2 separate regions of the Rattus norvegicus genome follow, and region 1 is linked to region 2. Evidence: chromatin contacts called from public Hi-C data. All regions are on one chromosome and are shown on one strand. Each heading gives the region's core, a stretch centred on a gene start, on an enhancer-like site or on the middle of the called end of the contact. The rest is flanking DNA. Distances are from core to core; before and after follow the strand shown. Region 1 has its middle 590 kb from the start of Zeb2. Region 2 has its middle 4.6 kb from the start of Zeb2.

Region 1 (2,700 bases), core at 154-2,653, 580 kb after region 2:
CACTCTGGCTCCCCGGGACCTAGGCTGTGGAGAGGAGCTGAGGGCTAAGAACTTTCAGAGATTTATGCAGAAGCTACCAAACCTCACCTGGTCATGGCAACGCTGGAAATTCACAGTAATGACTAAGATTGAAATGCAGTGTGGAAACAAGAGGCCCAGGTATGTAGGAGTACGTAGAAGGCAGGAGGAAAGGAAGCTGTTTGAAAGTGAATGTAAAGTCAGGGAATAAAATCTCACCCTGATATTTCCTTTGCTAGTTTTTTAAAAGACTGTATCTGGATATCTTTTTTTTTTAATGTATAGGGACACCCAAGTCCAATGTAGCCTCTGTCACCGCCTACCTATAGAAAAAGTCTTAATATAGCTGCGGGGTAGCATGAATACCATGACAGTGAGTGAGAGAAACAGCGCAATGTATACAGTTGGTACTAAGTATGGCTCATGAGCAGAGATGAGCGCACTGTTAGAGAGCAAGGCAAGAAAAATCAATTTTTATCAATTACACAAGTTGGCTTCAGCCTCCCCCGATGCTACCAAAACCTACTTTACCTCCAAAAGTTGCTGTTTTCTTCTTTTAAAAAAATTGATGTTTGTAAATCAGAGCAACTGAAACATTTAGGAATTACTTTTCCTAACTCATTGAATGTGTTTAATTTTATGAATAAATAACTTAGCAAACACCATCATTTAGTTCTAATTTATTTAATATCAATGTCTCTAAAAACCTTTTCCCAGGATTTTCTCCTACCATGTTGGGTAACAGTCAAAATATTGGTAAAGTTCTGTGAAAACATTTTCCCTTTTCTGAAACCCTCGGTCTTCTCAAATCAGAAAACTTGACACCTTCCCTTCAGAAAAGCAATTGTCAAAACTTTTTATTAGACTAGGGAGCCAGAAAATAAAGTTAAGCACGGGCTAATACTTTTTTTAAAAGAAAACAGTTTAATAGAACTGAATTCCCTCATCATTGCCAGAAAGTGTCTCTGAGAAAATAAACATACCCCCTCCAAAAGAAAAAAAAGTGAGAACAGGGCTTTTTTTTTTTTTTTTTCGTTTAATTTTCTGTTTCTTAAAAAAAAAAAATCCACCCCACATAGGTCACTTGGATTTCATTTTGTCTGCATCCTGGAGTGCACGTAGGGAGGCTCGAGAAAAAAAAAAAAAAAGGCTTGGGATCTGGAAAGAGGAATGCACTAGGGCATGGGAACTGTGGTGTAGTGGTGGACACCAGAGCAGATTTTAGCTTTTCTTAAAACAAGCAAACACCCTTGGTCCTCGGACAAGCCAGTACACTTCTGCGGCTGCCAGCTACCTAGCATTCTCCGTCTTTGGGGGAGCAGACATGGGGTGCCCCAAGCTTGGACAGCTTGTCCCTAGTCCGACCTGCGCAGCAGCACAGCTGCTCGGACCCCGCCCCTTCCTGCATGCTGTTGTGATTCGTCTCAGTAATTCCACAGTTCAGAGATGGCAGGACTTCTGCATAGTCAAGAGGAATTCAAAGCAGGGCTTTTGCCTAACACTGAAATCAGGGGTGTCTGGGTTTAATTGCTTTAGCTAGTGACTGTTCATTAATTTTCCCAATCATAGGAGACTTGCTTACCGCAAAGATTGGCAATGGGCTAAAGTGGTTATTAAGGCAAGGCATTTCAAAAGAAAGGCATCCGAACTCTGACAAAATCACATGTCTGAAATTTCAATCAAGTGCCCTGGGTTCCAGTGGCAGCTTCACTTCATGAAATAAGACAGCTTGTCGGCTCACTGGAATCCCAGCTCTCTCAGGGGAAGCAGGCTCAGTCCCCAGAATCTGGCTCCAAATAAGCTGGTTCCCAGTGCCAGAAAAATAACCCACTGGTTCAGAACCCGGAGTAATTGGCTGATGTATAACTTAAGTTTCAGGTCCTCACTCACTACTGTGTGAGGCCTTACTACCTCAAGGCTTCAAGAAAAAAGGCAATAAAGTGTACTTAGAGAAACCAGTACGTTAGCCATTTTTTGCTACTTTAGCAAAAAAAAATGTTAATATGTCAAAGTTTTCTTAGAAATGTCTTGGAAATTTTGCTTATTTTTTTCCCCTTCAGAGGGCTTAATATGTATTTTAATTCCCCCTTTCATTATTGGCTTGGCCCTTTTCCTAGCTCTCCCTAGCTGCCTCTGGCCCTACCCTGGCTATTTTGTGGTCCTTGGCTCATTCCTGGTCATTCAGTCTTGACTGTGGCATATAAATATACCAAGCTAGATGCTATAGTTTCCTAAAGTCCTCCTGACAAAACCCACCTTCTATGGAGTCTTCACTTCTCCTATCTCTTTTCTGCTCCATGAATCCCAGGAAGGCCCAACAGCCATCTCTACTCACAATGAAAATGCCTAAATCTTGGTGCTTCGCAGCTAAACTGATTTTAGCACACGTTTTCAAGTGATGTGTAATCATTGCACATAGTGATTGAATAGAATGACGTGTTACTATTATAGGAAATGTGTGCTGAGCCTGCTAGCCGTTTTCAACCATGAGGACACAGTTCACCCTTCATGAGTTAACCTTCAGCTGTTGATAGAGTGTCCTAGGAATGAAGCAATGGCCATGAAAATCCCATTCCACCTGAAGAGTTCTATTTATCTCTGAACCAGCTGTATGCTTGCAAACAGAAGATTATTTGGATTTTCTTACAGGGCACCTATAAGCACCATGGTTTTTAACAGTTC
Region 2 (2,700 bases), core at 49-2,548:
ACACCCTTTTGTTTTCCAATTCCCGGCAGCGGGACCCGGAGCCTGTCCCCCCATTCACCTCTCAGTCTGTCAATTTCCTTAACTTTCACAGCCGCTCCCCACCCCCACTCCTCCTGCTGGCCCAGAGGCCCGAAGAGGTACTTTGCTGCCCTTGAACACACAAGCTGAAGAAAGAATTCGAATTTGGCCACAGCTAATGATTTTTTTTTTTAAAAAAAGCAAATTGTGTTTATTTTGTACCATGTGGGGAAAATTAAAAAAAAAAAGATTCTTTTCTGGTTTAGAAATGGAGTTGATCTTTCATCTAAAGGAATTATTTCAATCCTGTATTGCTATGCAGGACGTGGCTAACTTCGTTTAGAGTTGCGAGCAAGGGCTGATACCCGGGACCCCTGGATTAGGTGTTTGAGGGCACCGCGGGGTCTGAGCAAAGCCAAACGGTTTTCTCACGTGCAAACTCGCAATCCAATCCATTCGGAGTTGAGCCTAGGATAGGAGGGGAAAGCCTATTAAAAAAAAAAAAATCGGGAGCATCTCAGAGAAGCCCTTTCAAACAAAACTAAAACAGGACCGGAGAGCCCGCGACCGTCCCTCACCTCCCTGCTGCGAGGCCCGCGGGCTGTGGAATCTCGCACGTCACCTGGCCCCAGCGGGGCGGCCAGCTGAGGATTTTATTTTCCTATTTTATTTGAAGTAAAGGCTTCATCTCGGCTTTGGGGTGTTTGCCAACGTCTCTACTGACAGGAACCAGCAAACTTCAGGACTCAAATGAGCATCTTAATTTATTGATGCAAAGCAGGTCTGCTCGCAGTTCCCCATCCCCGTCGCTCTCCCCCCCTCCGCCGTCCCCTCCCTCCCCCGCGAACTTCGCTCCCACCGTCGGTCCCGGAGCACGTGGGGGGGGGGATCGGCGGCCCGCAGCCCCCCCTCTGCACACACCCGACCCCGCCCTGGCACCGCGCGACCCCCGCCCCGCTCCCGGTCAGCTGACCTGGCTCGCCGGCCTGCTCCCCGCCCGCCGCCCTGTTTCCGGTCCCCCGGGTCCGCGAGCCCCGCTCCGCGAGGAAGCCGCGGCGGCCGGGAGGTGATGCAGGGGGCTGATTATCATGAGAAAGGCTGTGCCTGGAAAAGCCTCCTCCACGCGACTGTCAGTCTCACAAAAGGGGGGTGGTGGTGGTGGTGGAAGAAAAGGGGCTCTGGTGGAGTCACCAGAAAACTTGCAGCAAGTTAGATGCGACGCAGGCCCGAGGAGGTGGCTTTCGCCTCAACTTGGAAGGCTGGGCATTAAGGGTGCGGACGCCAACCGCCTCGCCTGGGGATTGGAAACCCAAATCTCCCTCCTCCTTTTCCTCTTGCCCTCCTTTCAGCCCTCCCTGCCCTTTATCCATATTTTCTTGCAATTCTGTCGTAACTGCATTTTCTGCATTCTCGTGTCTTTCTATATTTCTTTTGCAATCTCGTTTCCCCCAATTTACCTTCTTTGTAAATTTTTTTGGTGCTTACTTTCTATGTCCAGATTTATCAGTTCGTTTTCAAAACAGTGTTTAAAATGCAATTAATCTACCAGCAGGAGGTCACGGACACCCTGACTAAAATAACTCCTGGGTCTTAAGAGACAAGTTCACCAGGTGTCAGGAAAAAGTGAAATAATAATGAAAATAAATGAGTATCTCAGTGACTATAACAGCTTATTACTCTATTATTATATCAGCTCTCACAGACTTTTTTTTTTAAAGAGATATAATCTTTCCGGAAAAACACGAAAGTATTTGACAAGGAGAATCATTATAATTAAGGCAGTATGTAAATTGTTCGTACTTATAAATAAATTATTTTAATCATGCATATCAGACTTTAGAAATTATCGTAGGTAAATTCAAGAAACAAACTGGTTTTTCTTTTCATGATTATTAGAAAGTGTAAAAAAGAAAACGCCCAAAGCTGTCTGTCTGTCTGCCCCCCAACATAGACTGATCAGTTCAGGGAGAAGCATCCTGTTCTGCGTTCTGTTTAAGCGCAAAGCAGAGCCACAACGTGGTGTGTGGAGTGTCTTGCTGGCCAGGTTCCTGTCCATTTCCTAGCAGGTGAGTGAACATGAGGCTTCCTATGTCATGAACTGGCTACACTTATAATTTTCATGATGATTATAATTATTGCTCTTTCCTACACTTTGAACACATTTGTAGTTCTCCTACTGAAAACCAGAGTTTGCTCTTGTTTACAATTTGTTTACTTCATTGAATTTTTAAAACTTGTTACAAGTCAATTGAACATATACATTAATCCCTTTTTTTAGGCCAAGAAAAAAAAATAAAGATGCATTAGAAAGATGCCTTTTAAGCTTCATAATTATTAATTGACATTTTATGATGAATAATTAATCATCTGAATAATTTTGGTATCTCTGATCTGAACACATATTTGCATATCTAATGCTTGATTTTCCTAAATGTGTTTTTTAAGATTCATTCTTTCAGGACAAAGAAATAAAGCAATATTTTTAAATGTAACATTTCTGTACTTGTAAAAGTTTGCTATTCTATTCTATTCTTTCTGGAGATCCATAAAACTTCTTAACAATTTGTAAACCATTTATGTTGCAAGCACATTGAAACACATGGCAGCTGTACAATTAGGGAAACGATCTCTATGTGAAATCAAGTAACTGTTCTTCCTAAATTCAGATACATGCACTAATTA

The links. A called contact is a pair of places that touch in the nucleus more often than the background predicts.
Region 1: a contact with region 2 is called in a Hi-C map of psoas muscle, with 2.9 times the contacts expected there. The contact joins two enhancer-like sites. A contact is called at or near these places in 1 of 12 Hi-C or Micro-C datasets (psoas muscle) and 1 of 1 datasets of contacts at active chromatin or transcription factors (oligodendrocytes).

The regions. Positions count from the first base shown.
Region 1 is chr3:50,340,013-50,342,712 of GRCr8, forward strand. No RefSeq gene overlaps it. Among named protein-coding and RNA genes, the nearest start is that of Zeb2, 590 kb to the left of the region's middle. Within about 2 kb of position 1,404, at least 6 of the 93 cell types and tissues checked have an H3K27ac peak or open chromatin away from gene starts, as enhancers often do.
Region 2 is chr3:49,757,608-49,760,307 of GRCr8, forward strand. No RefSeq gene overlaps it. Among named protein-coding and RNA genes, the nearest start is that of Zeb2, 4.6 kb to the left of the region's middle. Within about 2 kb of position 1,299, at least 49 of the 93 cell types and tissues checked have an H3K27ac peak or open chromatin away from gene starts, as enhancers often do.